Linked DNA regions of Sus scrofa: region 1 is linked to region 2. A link is a contact called in public Hi-C data. All regions are on one chromosome and are shown on one strand. The core of a region is the stretch at or near the end of the contact, and the rest is flanking DNA. Distances in the headings are between cores, read along the strand shown.

Evidence for each region. A called contact is a pair of places that touch in the nucleus more often than the background predicts.
Region 1: a Hi-C map of skeletal muscle shows a contact between it and region 2, with 12 times the contacts expected there. The contact joins the enhancer-like site here to the promoter of CEACAM1 in region 2. A contact is called at or near these places in 2 of 5 promoter capture datasets (liver and skeletal muscle), 30 of 47 Hi-C or Micro-C datasets (adipose tissue, alveolar macrophages, blood and 15 more) and 2 of 2 datasets of contacts at active chromatin or transcription factors (alveolar macrophages and skeletal muscle).

The regions. Positions count from the first base shown.
Region 1 is chr6:49,513,119-49,519,987 of Sscrofa11.1, reverse strand. It overlaps ATP5SL (ATP synthase subunit s-like protein), which reads left to right. Exons shown (of 6, transcript XM_021094422.1): 2 at 1,922-1,973. The coding sequence starts at 1,956. Among named protein-coding and RNA genes, the nearest start is that of LIPE, 33 kb to the left of the region's middle. Within about 2 kb of position 4,802, at least 5 of the 83 cell types and tissues checked have an H3K27ac peak or open chromatin away from gene starts, as enhancers often do. A contact at or near this core is called in liver and skeletal muscle, where this site is marked.
Region 2 is chr6:49,433,617-49,440,814 of Sscrofa11.1, reverse strand. It overlaps CEACAM1 (carcinoembryonic antigen-related cell adhesion molecule 1), which reads right to left and starts at 3,507. Exons shown (of 8, transcript XM_021094420.1): 1 at 3,306-3,507; 2 at 1,639-1,998. The coding sequence starts at 3,369. All of the region lies in intron 2 of ATP5SL (ATP synthase subunit s-like protein), which reads left to right.

The DNA of each region.
Region 1 (6,869 bases), core at 3,553-6,052, 78 kb before region 2:
GACCCGTGAGGGGACAGAAGGTCCTGGCCAGAGGGACTTGGGGAGTTTGGGAGGCTTCTTTCCCTAAGGCAGTCAGATTGGCTCACACAGGTAGCTAAGTAAACATAACCTTTTTCCCATAAACAAGCAGTTACAAAAAGAAAATTGTAGAATATCTCGGAAGGAAAGAAAACAATCCAATACTCCCAAATGTGCATTCTTTACCAATTATTTAAGTAATCTCTGAAGGGTAGCTTTCAGTTGCTTTCCCAAATCCCAGCAGATTGTCTCTGTTGAGAGCTGACTGTCCCCTAAACCAATAACCTCTACCTCTACGGGCATTTCCTGGAATAAAGCCCATAAATTATTAAAACATATCTGCGTTTTTTGCGTATTTCATAGGAATCACTCACAGACCTTGACAACTAGTTTTCTAGTGGCTTCTAGTAGGTTCTCTGGAGTCAGGCTTCCCAAGGGCCAGGTGGTACTCTAAATAAGCAAGAAGGTGTTTAGGCCTTGGTCCTGCAGGTAGACAACCTTCACAGTGGAAAAAGGTATAGAATCTGCAGTCCCAAATTAGTTATGTATGTATTTTCCTGTGGATGTTTAATTCACACCAGGCTTTGGAAAACTAGGAGAAGCTTCTCCTTTTTCTCTCTCTTCTTTTCTGGCACGTGGTTAAGGACATAACTCAAAGTTATGTCACATTCAAGTTAGACTCTAGTAGGACAGGGCTGAGGTGGGAAGGAATGAGTATGTTCTGAACAGGCAAGTTTAAAACCAGTTTAGGTCAGGAAATGGGGAGGGGCAGAGGCCCTGGCACCTCTCTCCCAAGGTCTGCTTTGCCGCATGTCACTGACAAGGACGGTTGGGTTTCCTGCAGACCTCCTCCTACATGTGCCTTTTCATCTACTGACACCGAAGGAGGAGGCTGTGACCAGGCCAGCCTGGACGAGCCTCACTGGGGAATGAAGAGGGGGAAAGACCCTCTTCCCATTTTCCCTGAGGGGAAAGGGGTCTCCTGGGGATGGAGCTGAGAAGCTTGGAGTAAGTCAGCAGTGCAGCGAGCAGGACTGGTTGCATTACTCTTTTTTTTTTTTAACTTCTGAATGAATCATTTCTGTGGCTGATGGAGATGGAAGTGCTGAAGTAGGTTTCTTTGATTCCTGGGCACTGAAGTTCAGGGAAGAATATGCACCCTCATTGATCTGAAAGGCATGAGCAGCAGTCAGTTAAATCATTGTCTCACCCTAGGCCCTCACCTTGGCTAGTGTGTTCCAGCTCCATATGATTTCACCAGTTTGAAACTTTTGGCTTCAGAGAAGGGCTTTTATTAGCAATTATCTCTGGTTGCTGATATCCTGTTGAATGAGCACTGGAAAAGGCAGATTATGGAATTCTTCAGTGGAATCCTTTGATACAGCAATGAGAAAAAAACCCCACAAAAACATCAATATGGTTGAATCCCACAAAATCGTTTTGACTGAAAGTAGCCAAACACATGTAAAAACATACTAGTTTTCATTTACATAAAAGTATAATTAGGTTAAGCAATCTGGTAATTGGTCCCTTCCAAATGTTCTCATGCCCTGTTTTTTTGTTTTTGTTTTTTTGTCTTTTTGCCATTTCTTGGGCCGTTCCCACAACATATGGAGGTTCCCAGGCTAGGGGTCCAATCGGAGCTGTAGCCACCGGCCTACACCAGAGCCACAGCAACTCGGGATCCGAGCCGCGTCTGCAACCTACACCACAGCTCACGGCAACGCCGGATCGTTAACCCACTGAGCAAGGGCAAGGACCAAACCCGCAACCTCCTGGTTCCTAGTCGGATTCGTTAACCACTGCGCCACGACGGGAACTCCCATGTTTCTTAATATCATTACCAAGTTGCTTTTAAAAGAGTTGTACTAATTACCTAAATCACTGTCCCTTGTATTTCCAGGTGAGGAAACTGAGACCCAGAGAGAGCGAATGAAATGCCCAAGTTCACAAAGGTAATGGTGACTCATCTGGAGTTAAAATCCAGGCTGAGGCTCTTATTCTGTTGTTCTTTTTGCAGCCCTACATGACCCTAATGTTAGGGTGTACCTGAAAATGAAGCTGCGTGTTACTATAGTATTATGGCTATCAAAAGAAACATCAGACATTTTTGGACCACTTTTATGATTTTTTGCTATAACTTATACCACCTCTTCTACTATTTACTTTATAATTTTTCTTAAATAAAGTTAATTTATTGGAGTTCCCGTTGTGGCTCAGCGGAAACGAATCTGACTAGCATCCATGAGGACACAGGTTCAATCCCTGGCCTTGCTCAGTGGGTTAAGGATCTGGCATTGCCATGAGCTGTGGTGGAGGTCACAGACGTGGCTCAGATCTGGCATTGCTGTGGCTGTGGTATAGACTGGCAGTTGTAGCTCCAGTTTGACCCCTAGCCTGGGAACCTCCATATGCCCTAAAAAGACAAAAAAAATTAAAAAAATTTTTTTTAAAGTTAATTTACACAATAGCTTTTTCCTGTGCAATATTTTCTGTGAGATTATGAGTTTGATATGCGCTTAGATTTTTTATACATGCATTAAAATAAGTATATGAATATTAAAGTATAAGCTAGTTTATGTTCTACCTAAAATCAGTTTTGGAAAATATTAATACAATGAAAGAGCATGGACTTTACATGCCGGCAGACCTATGGATCTTACCTATGTAATCTTGCAGAAGTCACTTAGCTTCTATGATCTTTGGTTCTCTGGTTTGCAGAGTGGATATTAGTATCCACCTGGCAGTGTCGTTAGGACTAAAGGAGCTACTGTGGGCCCAGGGCCCAAGCAGGTGTTCAGTACACAATGGTTATTATCCTCATTGTTTTTGCAGATTTCTAGTTACTTCCCAAAGGGAGTGTTTATGCTGGAGTATTAGGCTTCTTGCTTTCTGCAGACTTGCCTGTGTAAAAAAGTCATTTCCACTTGTTAGGTTTTGTGGTAGATCTCTTATTATTTTGACGTCTCAGTGCCACTACTTATTAGCATTGTAATTTTGGACAAGTTGCTAAATGTTTCTGTGCCTCATTTATATAATTTGTAAAACAGAGCTGAAGAAAGTACATTGGTGTGTGTATGCATTGTCTGTTTCCTAGCTCTGTCCACCAGAAGGCCTTTGTAGCAACGGGCAATATCTTGTGCCCAGGTTTGTGACTATCATTCTCCCTTGAAAGGAACCAGGACTCTGTGGAGAAACGGCTGACTCCAGGGCTGGGGAAGGGAAGTACAAGTTGAGCCTGGAACATCTTTGTGGTGTGAGAAATTCAGGAAATGACATGTCAAGACATGTCAGAACTCACTGAAACCACCTCGAGCCCAGTGGCCAGTGAGCAACAGTGGGACAATATGAGTAACATTAGAAATAAGGGTAATAGTGGATTATACTCCACAAATATCCCTGAGTCTTTACTTCTATAAATAAATATTGAATAAGTAAGTGGGAGAGAAGGGACAGCTCTTTCATATAGTAGAATCTTAATAAATGTAGAAGGAATGAAGGAAATAGAAAATCACCATTTTGCTGAGACCATGGTAATGCTTGTTGGAGGCAAGAATCATCAATGGATTTTAAAAATTAATGGGAAAAATTATGATGAGAAAAAAAGGCTATTTGCATAGTCTCAAAGTACCTCCCGCAAGATATTTGTTAATTACAATGGGAAAATAGTAGTTTTATCAACACCACCTTAACCAGTGTTGAAACTTAACATCACCCGTCACGAGAGATTTTGTTATCGTGGGTCTTCTGCTGTGCTGCACCGAGAAGGCAAACATCACTTCTGTGGTATTAGTGCCCAAAATGCATAATCTGAATTTAGATACGAGGAAACGGCCAGATAAACTGAGGGGCATTCTATGAAATTAATGATGGTACTCTTCAAAAGTGTCAAGGTCATGAAAGACAAGGAAGGCTGAGAAACTGCCCTAGATTGAAGGAGACCAGGAGACAGGAGATCTTTTTTTCAGTGTGGGATCCTGGACTGGATTCTGGACCAGGAAAAGGACATCAAAGCAAAGTCTGAAAAATTTGTGCCATTGATAATAGTTTTATATTATTGTTATATCATTGTTAATCTTCTGGTTTTGATAATCATATTATTGCTGTATGCGGTGTTATTTGAAAAACAAAAAATAAAACTATGGAGTTTTTTGATCTATGGGAACCCTGATCCTTTTTATGACATTTTTGAAGTCTGAAAAATGAAAAGTTAAAAATTTTAATTTTAACTGAATGTAAAAATACATTAGACAGGAAGTTCCCTTGTGGCACAGCAGGTTAAAGGTCTGGTGTTGTCTCTGCAGCGGCTCAGGCACTACTGTGGCTCAGCTTCAGTGTCTGGCCTGGGAACTTCCACAAGCTGCTGGCAACCACAATAATAAAAACAAAGAAAACACATTAGATATCTGTGAGGACACATGAGGTAATATGTGCAAAGTGCTTAGGACAATGCCTGCCACACAGGATTGCTTAACAGATGGGAGCTATTACTGCCGGTTTATAATTAATAAGTAATCTTATAAGTAATGATTATTCATTATTGTCATTTATTCCCTAATATTCTTGTAATTTCTCAGCTAGTTCTTTTTCCCCTCTGACCTGTGAAAAGCATCTTAAGAATGTATGTGGTTATTTTAGAGATAAAATAAGATCAGATTTGATTTTGAGGATTTGGGGTGTGGGCAGACAAGAGCATGTTATTTCCTCTCACCCCAAGTGTCCCTGTCTGGGAAACAAGATCTGAGCTCAGCCACCACCACCACCCATCTGCTGTGGTTTGTCATTGCTCCACCTGGTGGCATCGTGCGCTTTCCCCAACTCGTTGCCCTTGTGCCTTAGGAGCTATTTTAGAAGTTTTACACAGTTCATTCATTGAAACTTTACTAGGTTTGCATTATCGATGGTGTACTCTTCAAAACCGTTGTATATGCTAAGTGGGGTTTATTCATTTTAAGATGATAAAACTGAGGCTTAAAAATGTTCAGCATCTTGTCCAGGCTTGCAAAGTAAGTGACAGATCCAGGATTTGGAACCCAGTTCCCCTGAATTCAAGTCTGAGTCTAAAGGTCGAGGTGAGTCTATGGAGTTTCCGTTGTGGCTGAGTGGGTTAAGAACCCGACCGGTATCCCTGAGGATGTGGGTTTGATCCCTGGCCTTACTCCGTGGGCATTGCTTCGAGCTCTGGTGTAGGTCTTAGAGGCAGCTTGGATCTCCTGTTGCAGTGGCTCTGGCATAGGCCAGCAGCTGCACCTCCAATTTGACCCCTAGCCTAGGAACTTCCATATGCTGACGCCGCAGCCCTAAAAAGCAAAAAAAAAAAGTCCAAGTGAGTATAAATGAGTCGCCGAGTTTGAGATTTATTGATATAGAGCAGTGACTCTCAATTGGGGATGGGTTTCCCCCTCCAGCGGACATTTACAGAGTCTGGAGATATTTTTGGATATGTTAACTGGGGGTGTGGTGGGGAGGGGGTTGCTGGGCGAGGCTGCTATTGGCTTCTAGCAGGTCGAGGCCACAGGGATGGTGCTAAACAGGTTACAGAGCGCAGAGCAGCCCCGGGTCTAGCTGAGTGGAGCACAGAGCACTCGGGAGTGTGAGTAGGGGTGGACTGAAAGGCAGCCGTGGCTGGAGCTTTGAATCCAGCCTGAGGACTCGAGCCTTGGTGTCTATCACAGCGGTGGAAAAGCCTTCCCTTCCAAAATGGTGGTCTAGTGCCAGGGCTGTGGGGCCAGCGGCTTCCAGAGAGCTCTCTCTGTAAGGGAGGGAACGTTTGGAATTGGGGTGGAGTCGGGGGAATTGGGGTGCCGTGGCTTTAGGGCCGAGTCAATGCTGAGTGACAAAGCTATTTGGCCTTCAGGTAGCCCTTGGGGAGATGTTCCCCTCCAGTGGGCACACACGTGGGGATGTGGTCTCTTCTGCACATTTGCCCTGCTAGGGGCTCGGCCACTTGGCTGTAGTGAAAAGTGGCACTTATTCGGAACCCCTAACCCAAAGGTGAGCTGTGCGAACAGGGCTTCAAACATGGGTACTGTGTGGTGGTGTGATTTTTCTAGTTCATCATCACCTTACCATGAAGTTGCGCTAAAAAATGGTTGGGACACGTCTGGTGCGCTGTAAAGAATGTCATGGAGGACCGACTTCTTGTCTTCAGATGTCCAGTCACCTTCAACACCCTCCACCACCGCCTCCCAGGCTGGCCCTGGGGAGGTTCATTGCTCTCTGCCACAGGGATTGGGGCAGAGGTAAGGCGGCAAATCTTTGAGGAGCCTGTGTTTTCTTCTCCCCCGCCAGCTACGGTTGCAGGCACTTTCACACACATCCGCCCGTTTAACTCTCACAGCCCTCTCTGGATTTCTGTACAGTTCTCTCCTTTTTATAAAGGAGCAAACAGACACTGAGAAAGGCTAACTTGCCCCCAGTCCCTGAGGCCTAGAGGGGCTGCATTTTACTGCATGTGTGGTCATGCTCGTTTCTGTTTTGCCACATTTCTCCCACCTTTTTATCTTTCACAGAAAATTAAAAAAAAATTTTTTTTTTTTTACCTGTATTTGGGCTTCTGGAGACCGTGGACATCAGCCTTAGTGGCAGCAACAGAAGGAGGGAAGCGATTAGAACTTTCATTCCACCTGTTGGTGCTGCGACAAGTCACTTGAAGTCGCTTGAAGACTGTGTGACAGGTTCCCACTCCTTGGGGTGGCTCAGGCTGTGTGTGGCTCGGGGTTGGTGGTCTGCGCTTTAATCCCAGGCCAGTGTTCCCACTAGAGGGTGAGAAGGGCTAAGTGCCACCAGCCTTGTTAGGTAACAGGTTGGATCATGGGCTTTATCGGAATCTGGGAGGGAAAACCAGGCAA
Region 2 (7,198 bases), core at 2,258-4,757:
AATTGAAGCTGTAGCCGCTGGCCTACACCACAGCCACAGCAACTTGGGATCCGAGCCATGTCTGTGACCTACACCACAGCTCATGGCAACGCCAGATCCTTAACCCACTGAGTGAGGTCAGGGATCAAACCTGTGTCCTCATGGATGCTAGTCAGATTTGTTTCTGCTGAGCCACAGTGGGAACTCCCTTTCATCCATTCTCACTCCTTCCATCCTTCCTTCATCAAAGAAAGATTGAGTTTGTTAACTGTTGGGCCCAGTGCTGGTTGCGGTATAGACTGGGGAGTGAAGGAGCCAAGTCCTTTCCATTTCACTCCACCAGGAGTCACATCCAACACATTAGGAAACAAACAAATAAATGATTTCTAATCCAGAGCAAGGAGCTTGTGCTTCGTCTACCTGAGAGGGGGAGGCCTGGACATTCCTATCACTGACTGAGGGTCAATGCAGATAATTCAGTTCTAGAATAAACAGAATTACTTCTCCAGTTGTTTTCACTTCCCAGGTCAGCCTCTCTCCCTCTGAGCTGAGGATGCCCAAGAAGAAAGGCTCCAAACCAACAGCTGGTTTCTGGGTCCACATTTGCACAGTAAGGCCCCCAGGGTGGAGGAGAGGCTGAGGCTGTGATCTTGGAATGACTCTGATCGCCTAGTTGTGGTCTGTGTGACACTGATTCAGTGACTATATCCCCCCTGTAACTCGGCTTTTCCTCAGTAAAGTGGGATAAATGGTAAATGCTCTCAGCCTTGTCCTATTGTCTGTATCATATATCATTATATCATTCAAATTATATATAATTCAACCTTATATCATTCAGATTAGCAGTATAAAAACTCCTCTTTGGCATAGAGGAGTTGCCAGATAAATTGTTTACTCTTATTTGCATCCACTTGGGAGGGTTCCCTGGGCTTCACCCTGGTGGATGAGGAGCTGCCAGGAGCATCGTCACTCCTCTCTTCATCCCTGGGGACACTGATCTTCCTCTGGGGTCTCCTTAGTCCCCACAGCAATTGGCTAATGGCCTGGACCTGGCTCACCTTGCTTTTCATGCCGAGTCTCAGGTGAAGGACCAGGCTCCACCCCTGTGGCTCTTGGAGCTGAGCCCTGACTGGTGAGCAGCTCAAAGCCTTGGGACTCAGGCAGCTGGGAACTCGCTGCTCCCCGTCAGCCCTGCCCAGGAGCCCAGAACCCAACAGTGGCACAGACCCTCCAGGGTCACTGGAGGAAGGGGCCCTGGGACAGGGTCTGGGGAGGGGCTTCCTGGGACTGAGCTTCTCTGTGAGGCTCCCAGGGGGTCCTCAGGCCAGGCCCCTACTGAGTCCTACAGGGTCTTCCTCAGGGTCATGGTCACCGGGAGGGGCCCAGGGGTTGGACTGAGTCTGACCTCCTTCTGTTGAGTTACTGCCATCAGACTGGTCCTTCTTTCTGCACAGAATGTTTGCAGGGTCTGGATTCCAGGAAAGAAAGTTTGATCCTTTGAATTTTATCTCCCATGTGTGTGTCCTGAACTAAATTTTCAAACCCCGACATGGGACATAATGCAGAGGGGATGGGGGCACAGTCCAGGCCTGTCAATCCTGAGTCTGTGAATAGAATTCACCCCACCCAACACCCAGAGGTCAGAAAGGAATCACTTACGGTATACACGGAGTAGTCCAGTTACAATTTCTCTCTGTAAATCATTCTTTGTAACCATCAGAGTGTAGTATCCTGTGTCATTCTGGGTGGCATTCTGGAACAGCAGGGATCCATTGGGGTAGATTCTCTCTCGACCACTGAATGTAGGTCCTTGGGTATATGCTTGAGTGTCTATTCTGTATGTTACAATTAGTTGGTTGTTCTCTACTCTTTCTCCTCTGTACCAGCTGTAGCCTAGAGTATCCTCTGTCGCATTGTGGGCAAGTAGAAGAACATCGCTTCCTTCTGCGACATTGAAGGGCACTGATTCAATAGTGATCTGGGCAGTGGCGGGCAAGTTCCAGAAGCTTAGGAGTGAGACTAGGGGGAAAGAGAGAGAAATCAGTTAATATTCTGTTTTTTAAGCAGGTCATTTTGGTTTTTCAATTTTGAACATGCCATGGGCGTGTGGAAGCTCCCCAGGCCAGAAATCAAACCCAAGCCACAGGAGTGACAACAGTGGATCCTTAATATTGAGCCACTAGGGAACTCCTCAATATTCTGACCTGTGTATTAGGATGGAAAAATGTGGCCCTGGGTCCTGAGAAGGTCTCTTCATCCCTTAGCCTTTTTTGCACTGTGTGTGTGTGTGTGTGTGTGTGTGTGTGTGTCCTACTGGTTGAAGGTCAGCAGCATGACCCCCATTACTTCATCTTCTCTGAACTTGTTATTTCCTCTGCCTTCCCAGGTGTGTGCCTGGCTCACTCCCTCACGGCCCTCACACGCCTGCTCACACTCAACGGGTCTCTTGGGACCTACCCTGCCCAACCTCCTGCTCTAAGGACCCCATCTTTGCTGTCTTTTTTTATTTTTTTTAAGGGCCATACCCACGGCATATGGCTATTCCTGGGCTAGGAGTCAAATCAGAACTACAACCACTGGCCTACACCACAGCCACAGCAATGCCAGACCCAAATCGTGCCTGTGACCTATACCAAAGCTCATGGCAACGCCGGATCCTTAATCCACTGAGCGAGGCCAGGGATAGAACCTGCATCCTCACGGATACTGGTGAGATTCATTTCCACTGAGCCACAATGGGAACTTCCCCATCTTCACTGTCCACCTTTCCCTGCTCTGTTTCCTCAAGACACTTGTCAGCACTGACAGCACATTCTGAATCTCTCTGTGTCTGTCTTTCCTCCCCATAGAACGTGAGCTCTGTGAGGGCAGGAACTTGTCTGATTCTTTTGTCCCCTGAGTGCCTGGAACAGGCTGCAAACACATGGTGATGAAGCAATCAGTGTCCCCAGCGCCCTCCACACCTTGGTGTTTATTTGCCATTTTCTGAAGTTGGTGGGTAATGTAATGTTTAGTGTCCCTGGTTGAGTTGTTTCTCTATGACAATAACTGATTAATATCGTTATCAGTTTTCAACAGTTATTGCTCAGTGAAGAATAACTTGTAAGACCTACAGAATCGCGGTGTCCTGCCCCTCACCAATTGCAGTTCACTGAGATTTTCCTATTGCCGAGCCCCTCTCCCCTCCTATTGTGGTCCCCTGTCCTCTCCCCTCAGGTCCAAACAGAAGCCCCTAGTCCCCTCTCAGAGCCCTGTCTCCCCAGAAGACCCCAGCCAGTCTCTGTTCTCCCATCTCTAATTACTCCCTGAAAATTGTCCCCTCTTACCTGCCAGCAGGAGCCTGTGCCAGGGGACATGCCCTCTGTGGGCAGGGGCTGAGGGGGGCTCCATGGTGCCTGCTGCCTGCTGTGTCCCTCCCTGTCAGAGAAGAGTTTCTGCTCCAGAAAGGCCCACAAGCACTGCTGTCTGATGTGTGAGCTCTGCTGTCCTTCCTCCCTCTGTGCTGGGCCTCCTCCTGGGGCAGGAGCAGTTCCCTGGGTCACGTGGGTGGGGGCGGGGTCTCTCCAGGACCCTCCCTCTCCCTCCTCTCTTGTTCCTGCCTGCCTTCCTTCCTCGCTCTTACCTTTCTATTTGCATTTCATTTTCCTGTGAACCACTGCTGTTTCTGCCTTTTTCAGCTTGACTTCTCACCGTGGAAACACACACACACACAATTTGCCATTGGTTGCGGGGAGCACAGCCCTGGGGCTCAGGGTCCTGGGCATTGCCCCTAGTCCCCAGTTGGAGTGCACAGTCAGCCTCTCCCGCAGTTTCCTCCTCCCCTCCTGAGCACACTTTCTATAGCAAGGCTGATGGGGGCTCCTGAGAGGCTGATCCAAATACCCCAGCATTGGCATCTGCTGTATTCTGCCCTGAGGTCTGTCAGCACCACACAGAGAGTGGAGAGGTCCTTAAACCCGATTATGATTTCCCTTTGTGACAAAGAAACCCAGCTGGGCACCCAGGGTCTTCCCAGCATTCTCAAATGCTCTGACAAGTTTGCATTCTATTCCTGCCAGAAGATCCGGAAAAGGATTGAGAGGCTGGAAAGGGGTCAAGGTCACTGATGCCTGGCGAGAGGGACCCTCCTTCTATCTCTGTTGGAGTCCAGCAAGGCACAGCTTCCAGGAGCCCACGCTCAGGACCTGAAGGAATAGTAGTTCTCAAAGGTGTGCAGTGGGCCTGGCTAGATGGAGGGGCTGACAGAGTCCAGCTGGAGAGCTCGGAGAGCAAGAAAGACCATGGAATAAGGTGACACTGATGAGGGTGAGATTCAGCTCAAGATTCGCAGTCCTTGGGGAGGCGCGAGGCTGTGGAGTAGCTCTGCCGCCCTCTGGTGGACAAGGCGGGAAGTACAGCAGTCACCGTCTCCTGCCGCTCTGTTTTTCAACATCAATCTGTAGACTTTTTACATGGGTCATATATTATGTTAATGCTCCGTCACGCTCCAGCTCTGTGAGTCACAGTCTCTGTTGCTGCAAGAACTCCAACGCCCTTCCTTAAAGAGATGTCACCAAGCTCAGGTTTCCGGGAATGTATATACTAGTCTGCGTTTGTCTCCAGTAAGTTACACTGCGTATATCCCTGTGTGGCAGTGGTGTCTGTGGCTGGAGCACTGGGTGGTGGATCTGTGTGGAGAAGAGGGAGGACCAGGGAACCAGGAATGTCAGAGGGCAAGGTCTTTGTGTCAGGGGAGCATAGGGGAAGGATGGACAGTCAGCTTCCCCTCTCGCTCCCAGGGCCTGGTGTCCAGAACAGAAAGTCTGAATCTGGGACACTCATTGCTACCCTCTCAGTGTCCCTGGGTCAGGTGAGATGGGAGCTGGTTCCTTCTTGTTCATTAAGACCTGGGCCTCGGAGCTCCTGCTGTGTTATAACAGGATCGGCAGCATCTTGGGAGCGCTGGGATGCAAGTTCAATCCCCAGCCCGGCACAGTGGGTTAAGGATCCAGCATTGCCTCAGCTGTGGCTTAGGTCACAACTATGGCTCGGATCTGATCCCTGGCCTAGTAAGTCCGTACGTCACGGGGTGGCCGATAAAGGGGAAAAAAAAAGACCCGGGCCTCATATGTGCCCGGGTCTTCATGGCTGAACTCTTGTGTTAAGTCCACTTTTTGGGGGAGTGGGGGCACAGCCACGATATACGGAAGTTTGTTGGCCAGGAATCAAACCCACGCCTCCTCAGCAACCCGAGCCCCTGCCTACAGTCTGATCCTTAACGCACTGCTTCACAGTGTCCATAAAAGTGGACACTCCTCCAAGTCCACTTTTATCCAGGGTTGTTGACACTCTCTGTCCACATCAGCTGTGAATGGAGAGGCCCCTGTTCCTGAGATGGTTTCGCACAAACGGTCCCACCCAGGGCCTCAGTGGAGCTCCCACAGTGCCTCCGATCCTCTACTTCTCCCCTCCCCACTCCTGGGGTTTCTCCTTGGGCTTCTCTGGACAGCCTCATCCATGGCCTCCACCTGCCCCTGTCCCTGCCATCCCTGTGATCGCAGCCCCCTCAAAATCTCTGTCATTTTTTCTGACCCCTGATCCCTGTGAGGGAAGGACATTGACGCTTAGGCCAGTGCTCTCCAGGCTCTTAACATTTTGGACAGCTTGAGAGTTAGGAACCCTGATGTGTCAGTGGAATCGTTTTTGTGTCTGCCAGTGGAAGCATTCCTTCCTTTGGAACTAAGACCTTCCAGGCCAGCAGAGCACAACGTCATGGGAACAGGAAGTATACATTTTGCTAAGGGATCATTAGGGGTAAGTGAGTGGCATCACTTCTCTTTCCACTCCTTGATTCCTGGACCTGAGAATCCCAGCTATGGGAGTAACAGCACCGTTTAGTGGACCCTGATTCCGAGTATATCTAGCCTCCTGGAATACCTTCCTTCGGCCCTGAAAGGTTTTGCCACCTAGCTGGTGCTGAAATTGAGTTTCCAAAAGGCCTCTCTACTCCTCTGTCAAGTCAGCTGTTTCAGGATGTAAGATTAGTGAATTCCATGAGCATGGCCCATCGCTGCATTTCATTTGTGATGAAATGAGTTCCTAGATCAGAGCAATGCCGTGTGGAGTACCATGATGGAAGGGATAAGGCATTCTGTGAGTCCACGGATGGTAGTTTTGGCAAAAGCATTTGTTTGCAGGGAAGACAAATCTGTATCCAGAGTAACTGCCTATTCCAATGAGAACAAAATAAGCTCCATCCCCATGGCCATGGCCACTTTGTGAGTCCACCAGGCAAAAGCAGGGGTGGTTGGGGAGAGGGGCTGACCGGTGTCCACAGAACAGGTCATTCTAGACACTTGATTATTTCAATCCTCTTCTGCTGAGGTGAATGGTGAGCATTCAGAGGTTTATCCACGTGCTTCTTCCCCTCTTCCTTATACCCAATTTTCCAATATTCTTACCAAGTCCCTGACCGTAGTCCATGAATTAGTATGTAATCACACATCTGGTCATTTCTCCTTCAAGCAAAATGAACAGTCCAGTGCACTGCCTGAAGTTCTGCCCTCTGAGAGGATTTCCCTTCACTTTGATCTTCAGGAAAGTTTCAGAAAGGGGTTATAATGCTGCAATTGTCCCCTTTCACCTGGTGCCTGCATATCAAGCAGAAACATCTGTAAACTAAACCCAAGATTTCTTTCTCCATTTACTAGCTCAGAGGGAACTCCCCAGGGGCCATAGGTGTGGCTCTGAGAGAGAAGGCAAGGTAGCAGGAGTGGGACCAATGGCATTTGGGCCACTTCTTCATGTAACTCACTTGTGCCTCAGGACCAGCTCAAGCCAGCTCCCACATGTAGCACTTCCTTTTGATGATGGAGTATGGCTGTGCCCACCCAGCTTTATGGCTTTTGCTGTATCCGGCAGCACTCAGCTCCTGATGGAATTAGTGTCAGTTCAGAGCCAGTAATCACCAAAAGGTCTGATTGTTTCCTTTTCCCCAGTGCACCAGAAGCTCAGGTCACATGGTGATTTAATGGCCCATGGTCAAATGTTCAGTCTCTACCAAGGTAAGCCAGAAGCTGTTTCTCAGAAGGAGAATATTTATCCTGAGAGGGGAGCGAGACTTTGCTCCAAAATCCTAAAGGCCTAAGTATGATTCACTTCAGTGGGCTGCTAATGGCTCCAAAGAGCATCCCTCTCTGCCACTGCCACTTCAAGTGTCACTGGATCTGCTGCATCATCT